Regions from separate parts of the Sus scrofa genome. Here all the other regions are linked to region 3. A link is a contact called in public HiChIP or PLAC-seq and promoter capture Hi-C data. All regions are on one chromosome and are shown on one strand. Each heading gives the region's core, a stretch centred on a gene start, on an enhancer-like site or on the middle of the called end of the contact. The rest is flanking DNA. Distances are from core to core; before and after follow the strand shown.

Region 1 (4,286 bases), core at 1,506-4,005, 330 kb before region 3:
AAGCCTAAGTAAAACTTTCTCTTTACACAAAATCCAGATATAGAAAGGGCAGGTTTAGTATTGGTAATTCTGTCCTAAGAAGCCCACTTACACCTTCCATTTCTATGTTCTGCCATCCTTAGTGAGTTCAAGGGGATTAAAATCTATATTTTACACAGCTTCACATCTCCTCTTAGAACAACAGCACTTTGCACATTTTAATTATTTGATTGTCCAATGCAATCTTAAATCTGATAATTATATAGAACAGAAAAGGATTCTTTAAATCCATCCAAGATTCATTCTATAAATGATTGAATTATTTATAGTACATATATAAAAAGCTGTATGCCATAGCCAAAGATTTGTTTCTGAAATTTTATGAGTAGAACTGTATTTAAGTGAATCACTGTAAAATATATTTGAGGGCCCTATTATGAATTCATAAGCTATTATGAATTCTTTTATAAAGCCAAATTTATTCCTCCACCAATTTAAATATTTTCTAGTTTGGATTTTCAAATGTTTTTCTTAGAGTGGGTACCATTATATTTGTCTCAGTAAAAAATAATTTTTCAAATATATATAATTTTTTAAAAGTCAAATTTATTGAGATATAATTACATACAGTGAAATTTTAAGGCATACTGTCCTGTACTAGCAAACTTCCTAAGATTACTCAAATACGAAGCTATCATCTACTTTCTAAATCTCTGTGAAGGCTTATAATTTAAAGATCTCTGAATATGTTCTGGGGACAAACAGCAGAAATCTCAACTAAAGTGAAACTATTTGAAAATATTTGGTATCAAAGGAACTGTGAGGACAATGATGAGGGAAATAAAATCTTCAATCATCCTTTTTAAAACAGTTTTCTAATCATTTAAACAATTTTATGCTTTTGCAGTTAAACTATAGCAGGAAAAATTCTACAAGAGGGGCAATTTTTGTAAGAACTTTATAGCCTAATTTGCATGATATGACACATTTTCAAAGACTGAAAACTGAAAGGATATATAAGATGACATATACTAATTACACTTGCCATAAAATCATACAGGAATGGCAAAACAGATGATTATTACATTAGCACTGACAGTATACTTTTTACTACACATATGTGCAAACTTTAAAAGGGTTGGTTTTTAATAACAAAATGCATTTTAATGCAAAATACAGAGAAATGCAAGAATAGTGAATACTTCATCTACACCTAATGTTTTTTACTCAAATAGACATATTCCATCCAATCTCAGGTCAATATGTCTAAAAATTAGTTATAATAAAAACTGAATAATGAGGCTCAGCATTGGGTACTGAGTTAAAAATAGCTATGAGTGTTTTAAGTTCACATGGAAACACGATGGTGGCTCTTCTTGAGTAACAGTTGTGTTCAAATTTTAATATGGCACTCTTTTCTTCTTCTTTTTATACAGTACTTTTGAAAAACTAGAAAATGATATAAACTTTCATTGTGGGACTCTGTAATTCTGCCTCTGGTTACATTTGTTTGTAGTCGCTGAAAAGTGCTTATCTTTACTCCCCAGCCTCCTCACAAGCATCTTCTCCTTCCCAGGTCTGCTTTATCTTAGGTTCCAGACCCTTACCTCCAATAAATTAATATTTAAACTATTAGGTTAGAATGTAACTAGATAAATTAAATGACCCCCGACCTGTTAATGACTAATAAGAGCTCCATAGGTGATCTCTCAGATGTGTTTGTATTAAAAACCTTCATCACAATTTCCTTTGCATAAAGTGTTTTCATTAAGCCAATGATAGCTTATTTATTTTTACAAGGTCGTTCATTGAAGGTGGCATAATATTTTGTCACTCACTTAAAATTAATTAATATAATATAAAAGATTAACACATGGAAGGAAATTAGGGTAAAAAACAAAACAAAACAAAACACATCAAAACAGCATGAATCGTCTCTGCTGGAATCCCCACTCCAGTCAATTGTAAAAGTCCTTGATTTGCTCACTTTTGGAACCGTGTCTAATATGCTTGACCAGAAGGAGTGTCCCTGGGGTGTGACTGGGAGGAAACTGATCAAGAAAAAAAAGAGATGGAAAAGTAGAATACTGCCAAGAAGGGGTGGGGATTTGGGGTGGAGGCCAGAAAAAAAAAAAAAAGTGGGAGCGTTCCTTCATTTATTGAACAAACATTTTTTGCCTCGCACATGCCATTGCTTCTTAGCGTCTTCTCCGGAAGGGTGATCCTCGTCGACAAATTCCAGATTCTGATTATCTCAGGAACTTGATTTGCCCTCGCTTCCGACCTCCTCTCTCACAAACTGCCTTGAGGCGGGGGAGTTGGGATTGGATGGGGAGGAAGGGAGAGGCGAGGCCCGCTTCGCAGAGCACAACATCTGCTGTGTTCAGCCAGGAGCGTCTGTCAAGCAGTGGGAGGGAAAAGCGCACGGTGCCACCAGCCCACTCTTGGGCGAAACTCGCCAGAAAAACACCCGCCCTGCCTCCGCCCACCGCCTCCCCATGGGCTTCTGCTGGTTTCTTTCGGGAGGTGGTGCGGAAAGGCAACTTTTGGGAACTTAAAAGAGAGGGGTGTGCGGAAAGCAGAGAAACGTGACTTCATCAGGTCCCGGCTTAGACTCCCAAACCCGGATCAAGGGCAGTGGGCGGTCCAAGCCCATCGGGTCAGGTCTGGGACCCCTCAGCCGCCTCTCGGGCCGCGGCCGTCGCGAGGCCGGGCGGGGCGCGCTAGGGACCCCAGGCGCAGTTCCCCGTCCGCCCTCGCGGGGGCGCCGGCGCGGCTGATCAGGTGACCGAGAGCTGGTCCCGGGCTGCGGGAAGCGGCCTGGTTCTCAGCCGCCGGAGACGCCGCCGCCGCCGCCACACCTAGTGGAGGAGCCCGGGAAGGCGGCTCGGTGGGGGCTGGGGCCGAGGGCACCGGGGGGTGGGGACGGAAGGGCGGCAAGCGGAAGGCAGGAGGCTGCCGGGGCGCGGGCTGCTGCGGGGGAAGGGGCCCCGAGGCGTCCGCCGCGGCTCGCTCTGTCACCGGCGCGGAATTGGAGCGCGAGGGCTATGGGCGCGCTCCCCTGAGGCGGAGGTCGCGGGCGGGAGGGGAGAAGGCCCGACCGAGGTAGCTGCGGAGGCCGCGGGCCGGTGACTGGGCGAGAGGCAGCCGGCGGCGGCGGCGACGACACTACCACCACCACCACCACTATCACTACCACCATGTCGCGCTCCGTGCTGCAGCCCAGTCAGCAGAAGCTGGCGGAGAAGCTCACCATCCTCAACGACCGCGGCGTCGGTATGCTTACCCGCCTCTACAACATCAAGAAGGTGCGCACGGCTGGCGAGGCCGCGGCGGGATCGGCGGGTGGGCTGGGGAGGGCTGGAAGGCCCGGAAGGCCGGGGCGGGGGGGTCGGCGGGCGGCGCCTGGGGTAGAATTCACGGCCTCGCCGGGGCAGGCCGGGCCGGGGTCGCCGGGAGGCGCCGCGGCCTAACGCGGAGTCCCGGCGCCTCTCCCGGTGGCTCGCCGGCCGATCAGTGTCAGAAAGAAGCCATTTCCCGGTTCCTAGCGGCGAGATCCGGCGGGTCCGGCCCCGCTCGGGGTGAGGGGCACCTCCGCCCCCGAAACGGGGTCTACGGAAAAGGGGGTTGGTAGTGGGTGGACAAGATTCTGGGAGGGGGATAGGAAAACTTGGATGTTCCGTAACTGAGGCCGAATGGTAGGAATCTGGCGGAGATGGTAGCAGGTTTTTTTCCCTCAATTTTTGGTGTGTAAGTGGAAATGCAGGAGGGGGATGGCTAATCAGGATGAACCCCGCATCTCTTCCACTTTGCCATTTTATTCTATATTGCGAAATAAAAGCCAATCAAGAGCATATTGGCGATTTGGAATTATTTCATCTTGAAGGTGGAGAGGAGGGGGAAGTGAGGGTGGAACCAATTTTCTTCTGAAATACTTCTGGGTTGTGAGTCACTAGAACAGGAATAACAACCTTCTCTCTCGTTCCTCTTTACTCCTCCTCATTTTAGTTTTTCCAACCATGTCTGATAGTACCAAAGCATCATTTCTTAAAGTTCGGTGTCTATAAAATAAAAATAAATATGTTGCTATTATTGCTGATTTTATAGAGTAGTCTCATAACTTGAGTAGCTCTAGCTAATAGGTCTGTTCGAAGTCTTTACATGCCTTCAGAGTAAAGAATGGAAGGCTGAATTGGAGTTAAGAAAAATAGATGTTAAGATAGAACAAATATATTAATTTATCTCAGGGGAAAAAAAGACATCCTTTTCCTTTTAAGACAAAGTAAGTTTTAAATAATTCAGTAAAG
Region 2 (3,863 bases), core at 197-2,696, 390 kb before region 3:
AAATGTTAAGTACTAAGTCTTCTCAGCCAGCACTGTTTGTTAAAGTAACTTAGTTTCAGTGTACCATTAGGTGCTGGGAAAATGTTTATATCCCGCCTGGAATATTTGCAGTGGACCTGAACATTCATATCCGCTAATGTCAGATTTCCGACCAATTATTCATATACGTAACCCCAAGAAATATACACTCCAAAATGTTTTGGGGGACTAGAAAACTTAGGAACTGGAAATTAAAGCTCTCTGATCTCCAAAATAATACAAAACACAAATACCTAGACCAACATCTGTACACAAGTTTAAATGTAGCTGAGTACCTACCTTGATATTATGCATTTAGTTTTATTATTAATACTAACAGTTCAAGTCACTCTACTCTCAAAAGAAACTTATTTTGCACAAAACATGGCAAGCATTATATATCCTTCAACTATAATAAAATTTATTCTATAGGTACATATTGTGCTTGCCTTCCTTTCCAAACTCATAAAGTTTGTAACCAACTTTTCAAATATTCTTACGATAGGTTTATTTTTTGTTCTAAAATTTTCGACCGTTCCCCCAAATTCCAAAACTCAGCAGACAAAAACAAAAAACTTGAGAGATTTTTTTCAACAACACATTTTAGTAATGCACCCCATTAAATAATGGTGATGATTTTTAATCATTACGTGACCGGTCAAATGAAGAGACCTCCTACAATACTGAGTCACTTTCCCAAGATAAAGGCGAGGGAAAACGAACGAACTCCTGGCTTCCTATTAAGGCTAATATCTCAAAGGCTGCCATCACCTGCCTAATTAAATGCCGCCGACTCAAACTTCCATTAAAAAGATTCTTTTTGCAAAGCCCGGGAGAAGGTAGGAATCAAACAGGAACTACAAGCCTAAGGTGACCAAACAGCCAAGGACACTAACCACACCCCAGAGTACCGCCCACCCACGTGTTCACAGGTGAGTTCCTTCCCATCAACGCTTCCCCGGATCTATGAACCCAGCTTGGCATCTCAGGCACTGATGGCGTCTCAGGTATGGGCAGGTCTGGCTCCGGCACGTAGGGGCACAAAATGGTTCAGCCACCGCAGACGGCCGTTCCCTCGCCCTCCTCGGGGCCCGAAGTTTCCTGGAACCGTTTTCGTGACGGCGGGGTAGCAAAGCTTCGGGGTAGGGGGCGGACTACGAACCTGGGGCGAGCCAGAGGCTCCCCCTTTGAGGCTGAAATTAACAGAAGAGACCCCGATGACTACTGCCTTCCAAGCTTGCCCGCTTCCAAGCGGCAAGTAGCACAGAGCTAGTGAGGAAAAGCAGTTTTTCACTCACCCAACGTGGGCACCTGGGAGTCCACGGCAAAGGCTGCCATCGCAGCAGCTACACCACTTAGCCCCGGACCTTCCCGATTTTCAAAAATGGCGGAAACTCTCCCCACGGGTAGGAGCGCGGTACCTTATGGGGTTGCGTAACTTCCGGACATGCGCCATACCAAAGTTGTGGCGCCAGAGCTGCCATTTTGGAATAGGGCAAGAGTCTGCGCAGACTCGACTGCTCTGAGAAGGATTTCTCTGGTAAAGAGATCAGCGTGGATCGTGTGGTTCTGGGAATGCTTTCGCTCGTCCTCTGAGCCTCCTGATTTGTTGGTGCTCGAGTTTTATAGAAGCGCAAGTTATTTTACTCACGGATTCATAAATAGCGTGAGTTTATTCAGTGCTCTGTCATCCGTCAGCTTTTCCAAGTACCACCTGGACAGGTTGGCTTGAAGAAACAGATTATGCCGCTTTCCAACGTAGGTTTCTGGGCTTAGGGCACCGAGCTCCTTTCTCAAGCATATTTTCTACCATCTCTATGCCATTTAAGATTTTTTTGTGTTATATGGGCACAATTTTACATTAAAGCATAACTCATACTTGCTCTTTTACTGGTTTATTACATGTTTATAAGTACAAAAGATATTAAATAATGGAGGAAAGTAATAAACACCCGTGCACTCACCATACTGCAGAATCTTGTGTGTTCCTATGCCATCCGGGCCGACCCCCCCCCCTTGCTGCTACTTTCCTTTCTGTAGAACGTATTCAAATATCATACATATGCTATATGTGTGTGTGCGAAAATAGCTTTTTCGTTTTGCTAATTTTATAAAAGTGATGTGCTATGTATATATATTCTGAAATGCTCTCTGGTCCATATCAAACTTACCTTCAAAGTGCTTACCCACCTACTCTCCCTGTTTCCTCTGGGATTTGCTGAAATTCAAAATCCAGCCAAGAACTTTATAATTTGTATGAGGCAATAACAATTCCAGGATTAAATGACAAGTTCCCAGAAGTTAAAGTTTTAAAACACTCACAGATGAATTATATTTTTTAAACATATATATATGTTGAACTGTGTCCCCCAAAATACATGTTAAAGTCCTAATTTCCAGTACATATTAATGCGACCTTATTTGGAAATAGGGTCTTTGCAGATGTAATCAAATTCAGATAAAGACATACTAAATTACTACAAAATTGGCAGCTTAAATCAACACAAATTTATCTTTATAGCTCTGGAGGCCTGAAATTCGAAATGAGTATTATAGGACTAAAATCAAAATGTCAGCAAGACTGGTTTCTTCCAGAGGCTCCAGAGGGGAATCTGTTTCCTTGCCTTGTGTAACATCTGGAAGCTAACAATATTACTTGGCTTTTGGCCCTATCCTGTTTCAAAGCCTGTGGCATAGCGTCTTCTATCTCTTTTAGCATCTGCTTATCTCTGCTTCAATCATCATATGGCCTTTTTCTTCTATAGTTAAAATCTCACTCCACCTCCCTCTTAAAGGATGTTTGTAATTACATTTAGAGCCTACTCAGATAATGCAGGATAATCTTCCCATTTCAATAGCCAGCTGTGATTAAGTTAATAGCCACAACTGCAAAGTAACATTCATAGATTCCAGAGATTAGAGTGTGGATATCTGTGGAGGCTTCATTCAGCACACCACACCCAGCAATCCCCTTTATAGAAACAAGGTACCAAGAAATGTTCATCAGTAAAGGGATTTCTATATAAATTATGATCTAGCCAAACAAAAGAACATTATTCCCCTATTGATATGTGTATTGATCTAGAAAAATCTTCATGATTTATATACTGAAAGATGCAATTTGAAAATGTATATATAGCATGATTTTATCTTAATTTAACAAAAAAAAGTATATATGGGTACAGATCCAAAGAGGAAGAGAGAGGTGCTTGTTTAAATAAAGGAAAAACCTAGAAAACATTTCTGCCAAACTCTTAACAGAGAATGTGGAATGGGAGAGGAGTTTGTAAATTAGAGGGCTTAAGAAGGGCCTTTAATTTACTGTATATAATTTTTTTGTGGTTGCCTATAGGTGTTATTTACTATTTTTAGTATTTTTCAAATTAAAACCCTTTATTTTCCTTTAAGAGAAACATTTTCCTTTCTTTACCTGCATGTCAATCTTCTCTTTCAGTTAGCTCTTTCCTTACCAAATTCCAAAGATGCCCAGTTTGCCCTATCAAAAATCCCTCCCCAGATCTTGTTCTTTCTTCTAGCTACCATGCACTAATTTGCCTCACATTTCCTCTCTTTTCCTCAAGATCACAAAAGAAGGGTCTAATGATTATAGTGGATTATCTATTTCCCCTAACTTCACCTTCTTGCCGTTTAATTCATTACACTCTGGCTCCTGTGTAAATCCTCTTCTGAAACTATTGTCTGCAACTATTCTTCTCCTCCTGGCCAGATTAGAACTGTCTCCTTGACATCTGCAGTTTTCAACAGCTTTGACAGTTTTTTCCTCTATATTGTGTTTTCCTTGTTTTTGATGATGTTAAAAACATAACTTCCTACTCGTTTTCTGG
Region 3 (4,007 bases), core at 1,468-3,967:
GTTTGTATATGTAGAACTGAATCACCTGAACAGCAGAAATTATCACAACATTGTAAATCAATACACTTAAGTAAAACTTTAAAAAGAGGAAAAAAACAGTATGTTTTTTTGAAAGATTATAGGATACATCATCAAATATTTATAATTGAAATTAACTGGATGTGGCTGCCCTCAAGTTTTAATTTATAAATTCTGACTCTTAGACTTACACATGGGAGAAAACAGCTGAAGTTTAAGCATTCTATCATTAGCTATTATTGCCATTTTTAGCAAGACAAATTCTCTAAGTTCTAAATAAATAATTTTTCTGTTACCATTCCAGAATACTTGATTTTAACATGCTTTACTAAGAAAACTACTTCTTTTTTGGGATTAATATCTGTAATAAAACTGTTGGAAATTAGTTTTCAAATTAAAAGGGAACTACATTTTCAGTATTGACATTCCTTTACACTATTCTAAACCGAGAATATTTTGCTTCTTCTGTTTTTAGTACAGAAGCTGAATTATGGTTTTTGACGTGATTGTTCTTAAGCATTTTGAGCACTTATTTAAAATAATTTAAGTATACAGCAAAACTTACCAAGACACATTAATTAGATATGTTTAAAAAGAAATTTTTACCTACCGGGTTTTTATCAGGGTGTAGCTTCAATGCCAGTTTCTTGAAAGCTTGTCTTATTTCTCTACTGCTTGCAGTTTTGGATACTCCAAGTAAACTGTAAAAATCCTGATCTGTACCCACTAAAATGGCCATATACACTAATAGAAAACAGAGAATGACCCTTTTCAAGTCTCTGATATAGGCATCTTTATTTAACCAGACTCCCATTGTTTTTCCTGAAGAAGTTCTGACTTAAGTGAACATTAAGATAATGCCACTGGTTCCAGTTGATGTAATATGCAAATTTGAGAACTTCTCTCCACATTACTTCAAAGGTGAATCAGGCATCATGAAGTGTCTCAAAATGTTAATCTAAAAAGAGAAAATTGGGTACTTAAAAATATATTAATAAAAAACACCTTCAACAACACATGTTACAAATGACATGGCCAGCAATACTATCTCTGGTAAATGGCAAATCAGGCTGGTTCTCTGGGGGCCCTCTTCCCCCTTCTATATCTAGGTAGCCAGGTTCCTGCTATCACTCAAGAGAGCAAATAAAGGCAAAAGGTAGCTATATGGTTGCAGCCAGCTAGAACACTTTACAAACCAACCCAGCAATTTGCCTTGATCAGCACCTGAACACCAAGGGGGGGGGGAGTCGTTTCCTTCCTCCTGCTACCCAGCTTAAGAACTGCCCTTTTCATTTGCTTCCTTTTTGGTTATTTCTTCACCCCTTTTAAGGCTATCCAGTTTTCATTTCAATCAACCTCGCCTGTAGGAAATACCCTTTGAGAATGCTAGAAAGAAGCAGGAGATCTTCCAAAGGGTCTGTATATTTTATACAACTGGTCCAAAACCGGCAGTGAATTTATATTACTGAAACAGACAACTTATACACAATAAGCCATTTTCTTTGCCCTGAATTTTCTCAGAAAATGCTTATGTTATGTTTAAGTAGATACTATTTTATATAACTAGTAGGATAACTGCAAGTTAATAGTGTAATTTTATTGCAAAGTTTTCCTTTGGCATAAATTAAAAACAGAAAAACAAAAAGAGAAAAGGAATCAGTTCCGACATGCTCAGCTGTGTAGGGTAAAAATAAGATCACGTGGAAATTTGTATAGTTGAGTTCCAAAGATCTCATGCTTTGAAAAAAAAAAATCTAATCTTTCTAGCATCCTCAATTCCTCCTTCCTTCATTTAATCCTAAATATTTTTAAAAATTTTTTCTCCTTACCTGTGAATGGTTTTTGGTTCATTTCTAATTCCGCCTTTTCACACCACCAAAAAAAAAAAACCTTTGTAAAATATAATGATAGAGATTAATAAACATCTAGACTAGAAAACAAAGCTTAGGAAAAAATAGAGAACATACTGTCAAACACCACTGGTACACGTGGGGTTCATACCCTGCCTAGTGGTGGTTCTCGGTACGTGTGGGCGTGCCTGACTTGCTCAGCGCCAAGCTGCGGGGACAGGTGGAAGCTGCAGGTAAATGCAACACTGTTAACTCCATGTTGCCACCACTCCAGAATGGGATGCAAGAATGGAAAAATGGAAACGTGGGTGAAACAGACTGTCAAGTGTTGCTGGTGTGTGCAATCTCAGGTTGAACTAACGGAGAAAGGAACCTGGATAACTAAAGTTAAAGTTAGAAACTGGAGCAAAAAAGCGAGGAACCGCTGGGCGGAGGAAGGGTGGTGCAGGTAGAAGGAAGGAAAACAACTGAGAGCGAGAACACAATAAACTGGGCGCAGAAGAGATGAGGAGGGGGATTCCTGCACAAGGGCATTTCGCCCCTCCCTTCCCGCAGGTCCCAGGCCGCGGCCAGCATCAGCAGAACCCCGGTCCCCGGCTCCCGGCCCATGCCCACCTCACTGTTGCGGGGTCGCCTCCTGCAGCTACTCCCCCATTTTCAATCCCCGTCGGCGGATCCTACTCGATAGAGCACAAGCTGTGCGTGCAGGAGTGAAGCACGCACTCGGTAGCCGCCGGCCCGCCGCGCCCGGAACGGGGGAGAACCAGCCACACCCGCAGCAAAGAGTGCGGCCGGCTCCGGTCCGTTCCTCGCGCGGCGGTCTCCAAGGCGAGGAGGGGCGGGGACTGGCGCGGGGCATTGTGGGAAAGGCGTGGAGAACGCCGCTTGGGAGGACTAGCCGAAGGACCTGTGGGCACCGCAGGGTGGGGAGGGAGGTGTAGGTTTAGGTTGACGTGGCTGTCTGTGCAGAATCCGGCTCCGGCTCCGGTTCCGGCTCCAACCCGAGCTGCGGGAAGCGCCGTACCGACGAAGCCCGCGCCCCCACGTCAACGCAGCCGGCGCATGCCGCAGGCTGGATGTGAGACGACAAGGCCCGCCCCTTCCTGCTCCAGTTGCTGTGGTGACGGGAACCCCTGCCCCGCGGAGGGCGGGTTTAGGCGTGTAGTTTCCCTCTGACCCTGTTCTTAAAGGGAAAGGTCGGGCAAGGTAGGGCTATAGAGGATTTTTCTGGTTGAGGGGTGGGGTGCAGAAAGGGGAAATTTTGCGGGAAAGGGGTAGCTTGACTGAAATGACATTGATTGTAGTGTCAATTTAGAGGGTTGAAAAGATAGTAGGAAATTTGGGGAAAATAAAAATATTCATGGATGTGTGTGGGTAACAAACATTAGAGCATTCTGCGGCATTGCCCGTCTTCCTAGTCATTCCAACTGGAATTTGAGGAGTTGTCCATACTCCTCTCTCGCATCTTTATGTCTAAGTAATATGGAATAGAAACTGCATTTTTGGTCTGCAATATAACTAGAACAATTGAACTAGCTGCATTTGCAACCATCAAAAGAGAAAAAAACATCGTGATGAAGAGGATGCTGGCTTATGACATCAACCATAGTATGAAATAAATTGTAATTGGTAACAATTTCGTGTAGCAAATCAAATAGCAGCTTATTAAAAAATGCTGACCATGCAGGATCCGTAACAAAACGAAGACATTTCTAGAAGTAAGAGAAAGTAGTCAGAACAAAGACAGAAATAATAGAAGCAACCTAATGTAACAGCTAGTAAGTGCCAGGAACTGGTCTAAGCACACATTAGTTAATTCAGTCCTCCAAATAATCTTTTTTTTTTTAACATAAATTCTTTAATCTTATATTAGCTACTTTGACAATAGTCTTTTCTTCCATTATAAATTAAGAAGCAATAACATTGTCTAACCTATATTGTTGTGTTCTTAATTCATAATTTCCTTAGAGTAAATTAACATGTGGACTTCTGGTAGAACACATGACATTGAAAAGAGTACATTTTCCTGAGCTATATCTTACAACTCAATTTAAAAACTGTAAAGACAACAAAAGCAAAATCTACAGACGTAATCCTGGAGACAGCAGTGGGTGAGACTTTCATAAAAAATTCAGAAGG

The links. Promoter capture Hi-C pulls out the DNA fragments that hold promoters and counts their contacts. HiChIP or PLAC-seq counts read pairs in DNA pulled down with a chosen protein or histone mark.
Region 1: a promoter capture Hi-C map of liver shows a contact between it and region 3, with 4 times the contacts expected there. The contact joins the promoter of NCKAP1 here to the promoter of DNAJC10 in region 3. A contact is called at or near these places in 2 of 5 promoter capture datasets (fetal liver and liver) and 1 of 47 Hi-C or Micro-C datasets (heart right ventricle).
Region 2: a contact with region 3 is called in an H3K27ac HiChIP or PLAC-seq map of alveolar macrophages. The contact joins the promoter of NUP35 here to the promoter of DNAJC10 in region 3. A contact is called at or near these places in 2 of 5 promoter capture datasets (fetal liver and liver), 1 of 47 Hi-C or Micro-C datasets (alveolar macrophages) and 1 of 2 datasets of contacts at active chromatin or transcription factors (alveolar macrophages).

Annotation. Positions count from the first base shown.
Region 1 is chr15:88,526,886-88,531,171 of Sscrofa11.1, reverse strand. NCKAP1 (nck-associated protein 1) reads left to right here and starts at 2,755. Exons shown (of 31, transcript XM_003359581.4): 1 at 2,755-3,287. The coding sequence starts at 3,180.
Region 2 is chr15:88,585,336-88,589,198 of Sscrofa11.1, reverse strand. It overlaps NUP35 (nucleoporin NUP53), which reads right to left and starts at 1,446. Exons shown (of 9, transcript XM_021074750.1): 1 at 1,317-1,446. The coding sequence starts at 1,356. It also overlaps LOC100522904.
Region 3 is chr15:88,197,474-88,201,480 of Sscrofa11.1, reverse strand. It overlaps DNAJC10 (dnaJ homolog subfamily C member 10), which reads right to left and starts at 2,717. Exons shown (of 24, transcript XR_002339457.1): 1 at 2,484-2,717; 2 at 2,020-2,095; 3 at 1,848-1,908; 4 at 629-976. LOC110257183 (a long non-coding RNA gene) reads left to right here and starts at 2,761. Exons shown (of 3, transcript XR_002339458.1): 1 at 2,761-3,074.